Linked DNA regions of Sus scrofa: region 2 is linked to region 1. The links are chromatin contacts, called in public promoter capture Hi-C maps. All regions are on one chromosome and are shown on one strand. Each heading gives the region's core, a stretch centred on a gene start, on an enhancer-like site or on the middle of the called end of the contact. The rest is flanking DNA. Distances are from core to core; before and after follow the strand shown.

Region 1 (5,865 bases), core at 1,776-4,275:
GGTTCCTCTGAGTCTTTATAGGCAAGGCTCTCTCCATTTCAAAGGCATCGTCAAGAGTTACTTTCTCACTATGAGATGACTACCAAACCCTCAAAGAGAAATTGAAAAGACTTTAAAAGGAAAAGGAGTTCCTGTCGTGGCTCAGTGGTAAATGAATCCAACTAGGAACCATGAGGTTGCGGGTTCAATCCCTGGCCTTGCTCAGTGGGTCAAGGATCCGGCGTTGCCGTGAGCTGTGTGGTGTAGGTCACAGACATGGCTTGGATCCCTCGTTGCTATAGCTGTGGTGTAGGCCAGCAGCTACAGCTCCGATTAGACCCCTAGTCTGGGAACCTCCATATGCCGCAGGTGCAGCCCTAGAAAAGGCAAAAAGACAAAAAAAAAAAAAAAAAAAAAAAAAAAAGTAAGCAAAAGGCACATTTTTAGAACTTTTAATCACTATAATTTCATCGTTCCATATACACTTCCAGACTGTAGCTCTCTTCCCTAAGGTTCTGAGAAAATCAATTTGTTAACCTCACAGACAAAAATATCAGACGGTGAGTTCACCTCGGTGGAAAAAAAAAAAAAAGCTGGGGAGACCAAATTGGAGGAGAAAAATTGACAACACTTTGCCCACTCCAAGTAAAACATTTTAAAAGAAGCAACCGAACGCTGAGAGAAGAGCAAGCTCCAGGCAAACGAACATACAGCGCAGCAAATCTAGGTAGCTGGATTCCCGGGGCAACAGGAGAAACCAGTGAAACTTGCAAAGCCTCCAACCAAAATCGTGATCTCCCAGTAAAAAATTTCAGAATGGAGGGAGGGTGAAAACTTTCCCAGTCCCCGAGCCCATAGCTGTACAACCATATCCCACCACTAGGTGGCGGCGGCAAAGGCTGCCAGCGGGGGGCTGTTTTCTCCCCGTCTTCCGCTCCAGGACGCACAGCTCAGTTCAGGAGAGAACCCACCAGCCTCTCACCTTGCTCGAATTTGTTAAATGTCGGGTTATGAAAAAAAAGAAAAACATTCAGCCCTTAGATCCTTAGGTCACCAAGTAACAGCCTCTCCTAAAAGTGTTCACACCAAGGCTGAACGATGGGAGGGACCGACCTGCATATTTTCAACTCCGCTGGAGTTGTCAAAGCAAACCTTCCAGGTTACTGCTTTAAAGACAAGTGAAGCCGAAATTACGGTGTGAACCCTGGAGAAGCCGCTGGGCTGTGCATCACCTACTAACTCTTCGTGTACAGTGCCGCAAGGTGATGAAACCGGCTGAATAAACATGAATCGTTTTATTGTTAGCCAGAAAGTCTTCCTTCATTCATCAAAGTGGGTGAATGAAAATATTAAAAAGGTAAGATATTTTCGTGGGCTATTCCCCCAGTATTCTTCTGAAGTCAAAACCATAGTCAGGCTGCGTTCTACCGTGGGTGTCAAATAAAGCCTCCTCCCATGAAAGGGAAAACCACTTCCCCCTTCATAAAAAGGCTGCACCCAGAGCTCAAATCTTGGTAAAAGAGATGTTACATAAATTCCAGGTGCTCCTAAATATGTATGTTTACCTCATGCAATCACTTCGGAAGCATCTAAGTTTCTGCGCCACTTTCTCTTTTTCTTTTCTCTTTTTCCCATCTCAAGGAAGAGTCAAAAAGTGTTTATATTCTTGACTTGGAATCTTACCCACTCCATGAAGATATTCCCTACCAGCCAAGTGCAGAAAATCTAATGATTTGCATCCGAAACGCATCAAGCATCAGCACACTTACCTTTCTCTTCTTAACTGAGCCAAAAAAAAAAAAAAAAAATTCACTTATCTCTCCCCCTCCCCAAAGGGGGAAAAAAAACCTACCCCTGAAATCCTTCATTATTTTCTAGGTGATCTGTACAGTCACTCTCTCTTGTCACTGTATGAACAAACGAATTCCTCAACATCTTACTTTGCCATTAAAAGGCTTCTTTCCACACGACGGGATTTCCCTAAGAAACATTCCCAGCGGATGGTTTCCAGCAATAGCCTATATCAACTCTGCCTGCGCAAGCAAAGACTTGGCTTCTGCTAATTCCACCCCCACCCCCAGCGCACACCAATTCACTCGCACAACCATCCTGGGCCGACTCGAAAAAGCTATTTCACTTGCATGTTTGCCCATCTCTTCCTGAATGAATGCTTTTCCAACTGACCTTTCAACAGCTGCCGAGATGGCACGATCTGCTAAGGTTAGAGCTGGAAACTAGGGGATATTTTAGCATCCTAATCCCTGCAACCTCAACGTTTCTCCTTCTCTGCCCAAGTCCAGATTCCCTGAGCACTAGGGCAGGAACCCTGAAGTGTTTGCAGAGCAGCTCTCTGAGGTGTCCTGCTTGCGACCAACTCACTGCGGGCATCCTGCATACTCACAGCCCCAGCCCACAAGCCGCCCGACACCCGCACCCCGGCCCGCGGCGAATGCGCCAGGCACCAGCCCTGCCTCTTACCTTCCCTGGCTTTCAGCAAGACCGTGTTGGCCACGATGTTTTCCAGCTCCATTGACAGTCGGCGGTCAGCGAGGAAGCCGGCCGGCGGGGCTGTCAGCTCCTAAGGGTGCTGCCGCTGCTACTGCCGCTGCTCGGGCTGCTGCCGCTGCTGCCGGAGCCGGGAGCAAGCAGCCCGCCTTGCCTACCGCATTATTCCGGCTCTTATCCCTCGGAGTTTTCCCCCTCTGCAAAGAGGAGCCGCCGCCGCCGCTTCTTCCTCCCTCTGTGTCCCCCCTCCCCCCTCCCTCAACTGTCTCCCCCCACCCCCCACCCTCCGCGTTTCTCTGTCACTCCATTCTCCTCCCCTCGGGCTCCCTCGGATGCTTTAATGCCTCGGATGCTTCTGCCTCCCCTCTGTCCCTCCCGGGGGTGTGGTACTAACTGGCTCGGGCGGCTGCACAGCGCAGGCGCCAGGATGGGCCGCGCCTCCCGCCTCGGCGCTCGCGGCGCGGGGCCTGCTGGGACTTGTAGTACCAGAGTCCACGAGCCGCCCTGAGACTTGTACTCCGAAGGCGGGCGCGGATAAGGGGTGGTCCGCGGCTGCGGAGGGTAGCGGGAGAAGCAAAGGCAGTCCGGCCGAGCCGGAGCCCCGGATTCGCACGTCCACGCCCGGGGCTCCGGCTCGCCCGCTTCCGGCCCTCCCGAGAACCCAGAAAGCGAAGAGCACGGACCACGGCGGCGGCGGCGGGCGAAGTGCTGCGGCCGGGCAGGAGCCGGTGCGGGTCCTGGGCGCCCCTCGGAGCGTGCCCGGGGTTGGAGGGAGGTCAAGCCAGCCCAAGCGCGCGCTGCACCCCCCTTCCTCCCGGTCACGCCGGGCCCACGCGGGGGCTGCAGCCCAGAGGCGGTGGCCAGGCGCGCCCGCGGGCCCTGGACGCGGCGACCGGCCACTGTGCGCCGTCTCAGACGCACACGCGCTCGGTTGCTGACAAAGGTGTACTTTGTTTCCTCCGAGGGCGCGAAGGGGTCTATGAGTCGGCGGCGACTCGGCACCGGCAACCGCGCAGCCCGAGCGCCCCCTGGCGGCCTCGGGGTGGATGTGCAGCGGCGAGTCCACGCGGACCGCGGCACCACCTCCTGGCCCTCTGCGCCTGGAACCTCCCGCGCTGCCGGGCTGCAACTCTCGGCGGGGCGGGGGGCGTGCATTCCGGCGTGGTAAGCGGCTGGTCCTGTTAATAACCTGCCTTCCAGCACCCGAGGCCCGCAAATGACCGCTCGTCATTACATGCAAACTCATTCCCATCAATAAAAACACAGATGGAATCGCTGGAGTCAGGAACGTTAATAAGAAACAGCACCCGGCCGGTATTGGGAATTAGTTTTCAAATTCTTTGCCTATTTATCTTGGGGCTCTTAGCGCTTTTCCACTGTATGTTCAGGACATCAGACCCCAGATCTGCGCTCAGCGTCCCTTGCTTCGTCTCAAGGCCCCCGCTCCTGGGAAATGGGACTTGGGACACCTGGGGTCTGCGATGAGTTATCCTCCAGTCTAGTTGAGGGGAGGGCTGGCCCTAAGGAACAATGAGGCCTTTGCCTCATCTGCATCCTGAAGGCCGGATATCCGTTCAGAAGTCGGGCCCCGGGCCTTCTGTGTCCTAAAGGAGAAAGCCTTCCAACCCCAGGGTTGCCTGGAAGTGGGAGGGAGGCGCCCAGAGAGAGAAAGGGAGAACAATTATTGTGCACTGGAGAAAACAAAGAAATGAATAGACTCTCCAGGCCTTGGAAACGTGGACGGTCACTGATTTAACAGCGCAGGATTGTCTTGTTTCGTGGTAGAGTGTACCCACCACCACCACTTCCTTGTATCTGCATATGGGTCAGTGGGTCTCCCTGGGCCTCACAAGTCTTGTCTGCAAAGTGGGGGCAATAACAGTTGGCTTGTCAGAAGGCAGGGAGCAGAGCAGATGACACCTCAGGCATCTTCCACTCTAAGAAATTATTCGAAGCATCCCAGCCTTGGCCTTGGCTTACATGTGCACCTGCCCAGAGCCCTAACTTACAGTGAAAGATTCTCTCAGACAGAATCCTAGAGCTGGCAGTATCTCAGAGCTCACCAACCAGTGGGCTAAAATTGAATACCTTTAGATGGCTAGTGCTCCACAAAGGCCTTCTCAAACTTTCTTGTGCATACAGATCACCTAAGGGATCTTAAAATGCAGCTTCTGTTTCATTTGGTCCAAGGTGGATCCTGAGAGTCAGCCATTTCTAACGAACTCCAAGCTTCAGTCAATCTTGCTGGTCCATGGACCACACTTTAACAAAGCTCAGCAGTTAACCATAATCTCCACTACTCTTTACTCTCTTTCTTTTTCTTTTCTTTTTTTTTTTTTTTTTTTTAAAGGCCAAACCTACCACATATAGAAATTTCTAGGCTAGGGGTCAAATCAGGGGTGCAGCTGCCGGCCTATATCACAGCCACAACAACGCAGGATCTGAGTTGCATGTGCTACCTACACCACAGATTGTGGCAACTCTGGATCTCTAACCCACTGAGCAAGGTCAGGGATGGAACTCGTATCCTCATGGATACTATGTCAGGTTCTTAACCCATTGAGCCACAGTGGGAAGTCCTCTATTGTCTTATACTCAGCCTAAATCACCAGTGATTTTTACCTATGTGAAAAATTTATGGACTACTGAGTTTGCAACCCTGGAAAATCCCTGCCTTCCCAACCCTCCTCTTCATTTTATAGATGCAAAATATACCCTTAGAGAATAAGTGGGTTCAGCATGGTCACTCAGCAAATGAAAGTCTATCGACTTCTCTCTCTGCTACCAGATAATACATACTGTCTACAAAATAAATAGCTGTACTTCAAGTATCTGGGCCTCGGAGTTCCCGTCGTGGGGCAGTGGTTAACGAATCCAACTAGGAACCATGAGGTTGCGGGTTCAATCCCTGACCTTGCTCAGTGGGTTAAGGATCCGGCATTGCCATGAGCTGTGGTGTAGGTTGCAGATGCGGCTCGGATCCTGCGTTGCTGTGGTTCTGGCGTAGGCTGGCAGCTACAGCTCCAATTCGACCCCTAGCCTGGGAACCTCCATATGCGCAGCTGCGGGCCAAAGAAATAGCAAAAAAAAATAATAATAAAGACAAGTATCTGGGCCTCTATAAGGAAAATAAGATATTCCAATACAATCATGGAATAATAATGGCTAGATTTTCTGGACACCAGCTGTGGGCCAGGTCCTAAGCTATGTGAGTGCTTTACATGGATAATTTCACCAAACACAACATTAGATGAGGTGGAAACATAGCTCCACTTTACAGATAAAGGTTCGGAGAGGTTTTATAACTTGCCAAAGGTCACACAATGAAGGAGCAGAAGAACTGGGATTTGAACCTAGCAGTCTGACTCAGAGTTTAGGCCC
Region 2 (5,865 bases), core at 1,502-4,001, 150 kb before region 1:
AGCCAGGGCCACAGAGATGGGGCCAGGGGACTGAGCTGTGCCTCCGGCTCCTCCTCTGACCTGTCTGACCTCAGCCCCATCATTCTGCTCCCTGGACCTTGGTTTCCCCTTTTACAAAATGAGGCTGATGATCTAGGAGTGTAAATGTCCCCGCCTCCCAGCTTGGTGGGTCCATAGCAGGTGCCTGGTGGACATGAAGACCTCAGAGGGCCCGGCCTCTCTCCAGCATCAGAGCCTCAAGTTCATGACCACCGAGGTCTTTAAGCCCACCTGGCCCCTCCTGCACTGCACTGCAGCCAGAGCAAGCGAGAGCTTAAAGGCCACACTTCCCCCAAGGCTGGAAAAGGGTGCTCTGCCAGGGCCCTGCCAGTTCGCGGCAGGGCCCTGGGGCCACGTGACTCCCCCTCTCTGTGCCTCAGTCTTTTCCCTTTTCTGGTTTAACCTTGGATGACAATGCCTGACGAGCCCTTACTGTGGGCTGCTATAGCCTGACTGGCAGGAGAGCAGGGAGGTGTGTGGGCTCTGGAGCCTCAGGGCTGTGCCCACCATGCCATCCAGGGCCCTGGGGACTGGCTTCACCTGGACCTATGAGCTAATGAAGCAAAAGCCACAGGAGGGCAGGGCCAGGAAATGGCTGGGCAAGTAGAGGCCAAGGCAAACAGCATCTTCATGCAGAGGCGGCCCTGCTTCTGCCTGGGCCAGGGGCCAGGGCCTAGCAAGGCTCACAGCTGTGCTGGCTGAAAGCAGCTTGAGAAGTGAACGCCTGGGAAGCTGGAGGCAACTGACTTCAAGATCCTGATGCGTTGGGGTCCAAAGACCCCTAGCACCCCAGTCTTCTCAACATGAGCCTCATGAGGGGCTTAGCCAACCTTAGCCTGTGAGTTTCCAAGAACAGGAGGCATTTCACCTACTCTCTTTACCAACACCATGTTCAAAGTCAGTCTTATTTCGAGACCAAACCTGTCTTTCTGCAATGCCCGCCCCTCAGTCCTTATTCTTGGCATAGGGAGGGCAAGTGTTTGGTGGCAGTTTTTCTGGGCTTCTAGAGTCCTCTCTCAAAAAACTGTCCGGTTCCCCAGCTGCCTCATCACAGCTCCTACAGGACCAGCCAGGTGACACACCCGAACTCTGCCTCTCTCTCCAAGGAACAGTGTGTAGAGGGCTTGGCGCACGGGAACCTGGTTCAGGTCTTCGGTAATTAAATGTGAAGCCATGTCAACACCTTCCTTCAAGCCCCCTTAGCTTAGCTCAGCCCCAGACACGAACATGTTCACAGGCGCCCAGCTCACCCTATGCCACGTTCCAGGTAAGAAATGTGGAGGGGCGTGTTGCTTCAGCAGAAACCAACAGCGAAGTGTGGAATCTCAATTCAGACTTGGTTTACTTAAGTTACAGGCCAGGAGGAGGTCCAGATTTTAGACATGAGTTGTCATAGGGTTTGGCAAAGCTAGTTTTTAGAAAGAAATGACTTTGGGGTCAGACAGTGACCTTCCCACTTCACTACCAGATGTGTCAGGATAATAACTGAATGAGAGCAGCGACCATGAATGGGGCGCCTGCTGTATACCAGACACCAGGCAATGCACTTCACGAGCCTGGCTCTCGTGATCCTCCTAACAGCCCTATGGGACAGGTGCTATAATCAGTCCATTTTTCAGATGCCAAGAAATGAGGCAGTGAGAAGGGATGAGCAGCAGGTCCCAGGGCTAACAAGAGGAGAGGATGGGATTTGAACTCAGCTTTTCCTGAAAACAAAACAACCCTTCTGCATCTTTTTAGCTTCTAGGGATCCCCAGCAGCAGCAGGCAAGGAACTGGAAAACTGAGAGGTGGATGGCATCTCACCTTTGGCAGGTTCTGGGGGCCCACAGGGGAGAGGGACACCCTGGTAACCAGACGTGCCTGTGGCCTACTGGTTATTCCCTTCCCATGAGCCCAGGGCTGCTCTGTATGTACTGAGTCCAGAGGTCCAGCCCCCAAAGACTAAGCCCTGGGAACATCATGGCCACTCAGGGGCTGGCTCTGAGCTGGACACTCCCCTGGCTGGGCCAGCCCAGGAAAACCACGTGGAACGGTCCTCCCCCAAGACCCCTCCAGCTCGGCACCTTGCAGCACACCTGTGATCCAGCAACTTATGTGCTGTCTCATTCCCTCGGCTGCTATCCTCAGACTGGGCCTTCTCACGGCCACCAACCCCGTCCCCAGGTGAGCTGTAAATGCTCTGCATCCTTGGCAGAACCTGGGACAGTCTGGACACCTATGAGGTCACCAATAAATACACAATTGATTAAAGCAGGAGCATCCATGACAAACATTATTCACTAGGATCCTGCTGACACGTCCTTCGTCAAAACAAATCCCTTGCCCCTTGAAGGTAGACATCTTCGAGTCCTGGGTGTCCAGAAGTAAATGCTTGGCCTTGAACGGGCTGTTGGAATTGCACTGCACAACACATTCCTGTGCTCGGACCTACATCGAGGCAAGCCCTTAAGCCAACAGGACAGGCATCCAAACAGGGCTGGACCCAATCTGGAAAGGGCAGGGCCCAGGCCGCCTTGTTCCCTGCACACCCCAGCACCCCACACGGAGCACAGCACAGAGCCAGCACACAGTAATGTTTGACGAGTGAATGAATGAATGAACTGCCTAGCTTGTCCATCTGCAGGCTCTTGGCTACATTCTAATTTCTCCCTGTGCTGAGTCAAGCTAATGACTGGATCTGCCACATGGGGGGCCTCTTTCCCAACCCTGGCGTCCTGGTCTGTTCGTTATGATGCAATCACGGCAGAGCACAGGAGGGCGCGCTGGAGGGAGCAGGGACACGGACCCTGCAGAAAACCTGAAGAAAAGCCAGTGTGACGCCCTCATCGCCCAGGAAGGGGTAGGGTCTGGTCTTACTCATCACTGCAGAGCTTGCTTAGCTGCTCAGCTGCTCTGAGGCCTGGGCTCAGGGTGAACAGGGAGGGGAAGCCCTTCATTAAATTCAGAGACCCTCACCCTAGGGTCCCACCCAGATCTGGCACAGAAACTCCCGGGGAAGCCTTTCTGAACTCCCTCCCAGGACCTGGCATTTTGAACACTGTGCACCGTGGCTGCTTGTCAGCCTGAAGGCCAGTGATCAATGCCACACAGGTGTCTCATATAAATCTTCAAGGGCCGTCTCTGCGTGGAGCCAAGTAGAGGCTTTTAATCATCAAGGGGGGAAGAAAAGCAAAATGCCTCATGCATTTTCATTTTTATCTAAGTAAAGAGTACAATCAATTTGTCAGCAGGCAGTACTGCTTCTTGCCAAATACCACTTCTTTTAAACTAAAGCTTTCTCAGCTATACAAATAGAGAAGAGAAGCGCCCAGAACCCAAAACACATGTTTTCTCCCCCCCCTTTCTTTCTTTTTTTGAGTCTCACGTATCTCATAACTGTCTAGACCTCGTAAGCTCTGTCTCAGCCCGGAGCGCTGCTCCCCGAGAACATTTCTCTTCCTCTGACTGCCGGGCTGCAAATAGACATCGCGACAGATATTTAACGGATGCAGAGCCGAGCAGGTAGCCTCAGTTACTCGGCACAGGAGAGCTAGCTGGGAAAAGGACCAAAAAAAGATTGGGATGATCAAAGAATACCATTGTGGTGACACCTCGGTTTCTAACCGGTCGGAGAACGTAAAGCCATAACGGCTGTTTGTTTTCAATTATTCCTTGCCAAGAACAATGTTCGGATGATGGAAAAATTCCACCCTGGAACCTCGGATGCTGACGTAATTTTCCTTCGGAGCACCTGCATGGAGAGACGCTTTGCTCAGAAAATGTAACTAATAGCAGGGACAGGTGAACTCTCAGCATCTCAGATTTAGTCTGTTGCCTCCAAAAGCCCTCCGAGGACTTCTTAACGGGGACTGGGTTCTGAAAGGTCAGGTTTAACTGCATGTTGTTCTAGATGGGCCAGGGCGGTCAGAGGAGGCGGCTGGAGCACAGCGGGAGGGAGGCCGAGACCCTTCCTTGCAGAGCAGGGGCCAGCAGATGACAAACCCAGACCCACGTGGAGCTGGAAGAGCACTGGGAACGGACACGGCCCAAGAGACCGCTCCTAGGAGAGAAATGGCTCAGAGCGGTCAGTTCCTCCCAAAGGGGGCACGGAATCAAGTTTCCATTCTGTAAGCACAGTTCCTAGATGTCTTCAAAGTCGGGGTTAAACCGGGGGAGCCTGAACCTCTGGGCCCGAACGAAGCAGCCAGAGCTCCATCCTGCAAAGGAATCCTCCCAGCAGTTAAATCACTGCTGTTTCTAGCCCCCTCTCAATTCGTACCCAGACCTGCTCATCATATTTAGCTGGCACTGGATCTGATGGGCCACGTCCCTCTCTATTGCCCTCCCTTTAAGACTGATTTTACTAAGCGTCTGCTTGGTAACCTGCACTGTGCTTGCCCAGAGGATCAAGCAGTCAGCAGAAACACCCACCAGTGTAAGCAACCAAGGAGCTTAAGGCCCAGCTCTTTTCCTCGGAGCTGACCTAGAACTCTTCGGGGATGAGAGGCGGAAGACAGGCAAGGGGCATGAACTCCGTACACTCCCCCCCACCCCCGGACTCATCCCAGTCCCTCAGTGTCTATACATCATGTTTTCTGTTGTAGTAGATCTCCCACTTTTAGCTGTGCACATGGCCACCTACAAGAAAGACTACATTTCCCAATAGACTTTGCAGCTAACTGAGGCCATATGACCACGTTTTGGCCAAGAGAACATGAGCAGAAATAATGGGTCCAAGTTATCTGGGTTAAGCTCTTAAGGGGAAGGACACGTGCCCCTTCCCTCACCCGTAGACTAGAATACAGACACTGGGGCGCCACCTTGGACCATGGAGATGCAGACAACATCCTAAAGGCAGAAGAGACTGGGACTTAAACGCCCACATAGATACAACTTCCACGGCGGCCCCAGGCCCCTACCCAAGCATGAGAGACAAATAAGCCTCCATCTTGTTTAAACCAGTGTTTGTCTGGGTCTTTGTTATAGCAGCTGAACCTATACGCTGCTTGATCCAACCACATACCAGCTGTATGAGCTTTTCTGAGACTCACTTTCTTGAACCTAAAATGGAGACAAGGAATCCCCATTGTGGCTCAGCAGGTTATGACTAGTATCCATGAGGACTTGGGTTTGATCCCTGGCCTTGCTCTGTGGGTTAAGGATCCAGCATTGCTGTGAGCTGTGGTGTAGGTCCCAGACACAGCTTGGAGCTCACGTTGCTGTGGCTGTGGTGTAGGCCAGAAACTGCGGCTCCAATTTGACCCCTAGCCTGGGAACCTCCATATACCACAGTGGCGGCCCTAAAAAACAAAATATACAAATAAAAAAAATTTTTAAATGGAGGTGATAACAACATAACCTACCTCACAGGTACGAATGAATCAAGGTGCCTATTTGCGCAGTGCCTGGCACACAGTAGGCCCTCAGTGAGGACGATCTATCCATCACTATTGTAAGAAGGAGCCACTGGATATTCCTGCCCAATTCCCTAAACCCACATACCTCACTGGCCAAACAGGGGAGGGCATGAGCATACAGCCAATAAGGGACTAATTGTGGAAACTATGTTCGCCCACCGGAGGCTCATCTACTAAATCAGGCAGAATTTCAGATGTGTCTTTGCCACGGAGAGGGAGCCCGAGGTGTTGCTTCCAACACAAGGAACCTACCCGACCTCCCTCAGCACGACCCAAGGTGCTGTGCTAAGGCTCCAAGGACCCCTGGTTTTCGAGCAGCCCTTGCACCTAAGCAAATAGAGGACTGTTCCGTGCTGGAATTAGGGACCCAAATCTCAAAAACATGTGTTCCATTCTAAAAATGGTGGCCTGAAAATGGAGAACATTTT

Evidence for each region. Promoter capture Hi-C pulls out the DNA fragments that hold promoters and counts their contacts.
Region 2: a contact with region 1 is called in a promoter capture Hi-C map of skeletal muscle, with 16 times the contacts expected there. The contact joins the enhancer-like site here to the promoter of GRK5 in region 1. A contact is called at or near these places in 2 of 5 promoter capture datasets (fetal skeletal muscle and skeletal muscle), 8 of 47 Hi-C or Micro-C datasets (embryonic fibroblasts, fibroblasts, heart right ventricle and 4 more) and 2 of 2 datasets of contacts at active chromatin or transcription factors (alveolar macrophages and skeletal muscle).

Annotation. Positions count from the first base shown.
Region 1 is chr14:129,111,093-129,116,957 of Sscrofa11.1, reverse strand. It overlaps GRK5 (G protein-coupled receptor kinase 5), which reads right to left and starts at 3,025. Exons shown (of 16, transcript XM_001928584.6): 1 at 2,458-3,025. The coding sequence starts at 2,509.
Region 2 is chr14:129,262,542-129,268,406 of Sscrofa11.1, reverse strand. All of the region lies in intron 2 of GRK5 (G protein-coupled receptor kinase 5), which reads right to left. Among named protein-coding and RNA genes, the nearest start is that of GRK5, 150 kb to the right of the region's middle. Within about 2 kb of position 2,751, at least 9 of the 83 cell types and tissues checked have an H3K27ac peak or open chromatin away from gene starts, as enhancers often do. A contact at or near this core is called in omental adipose tissue and skeletal muscle, where this site is marked.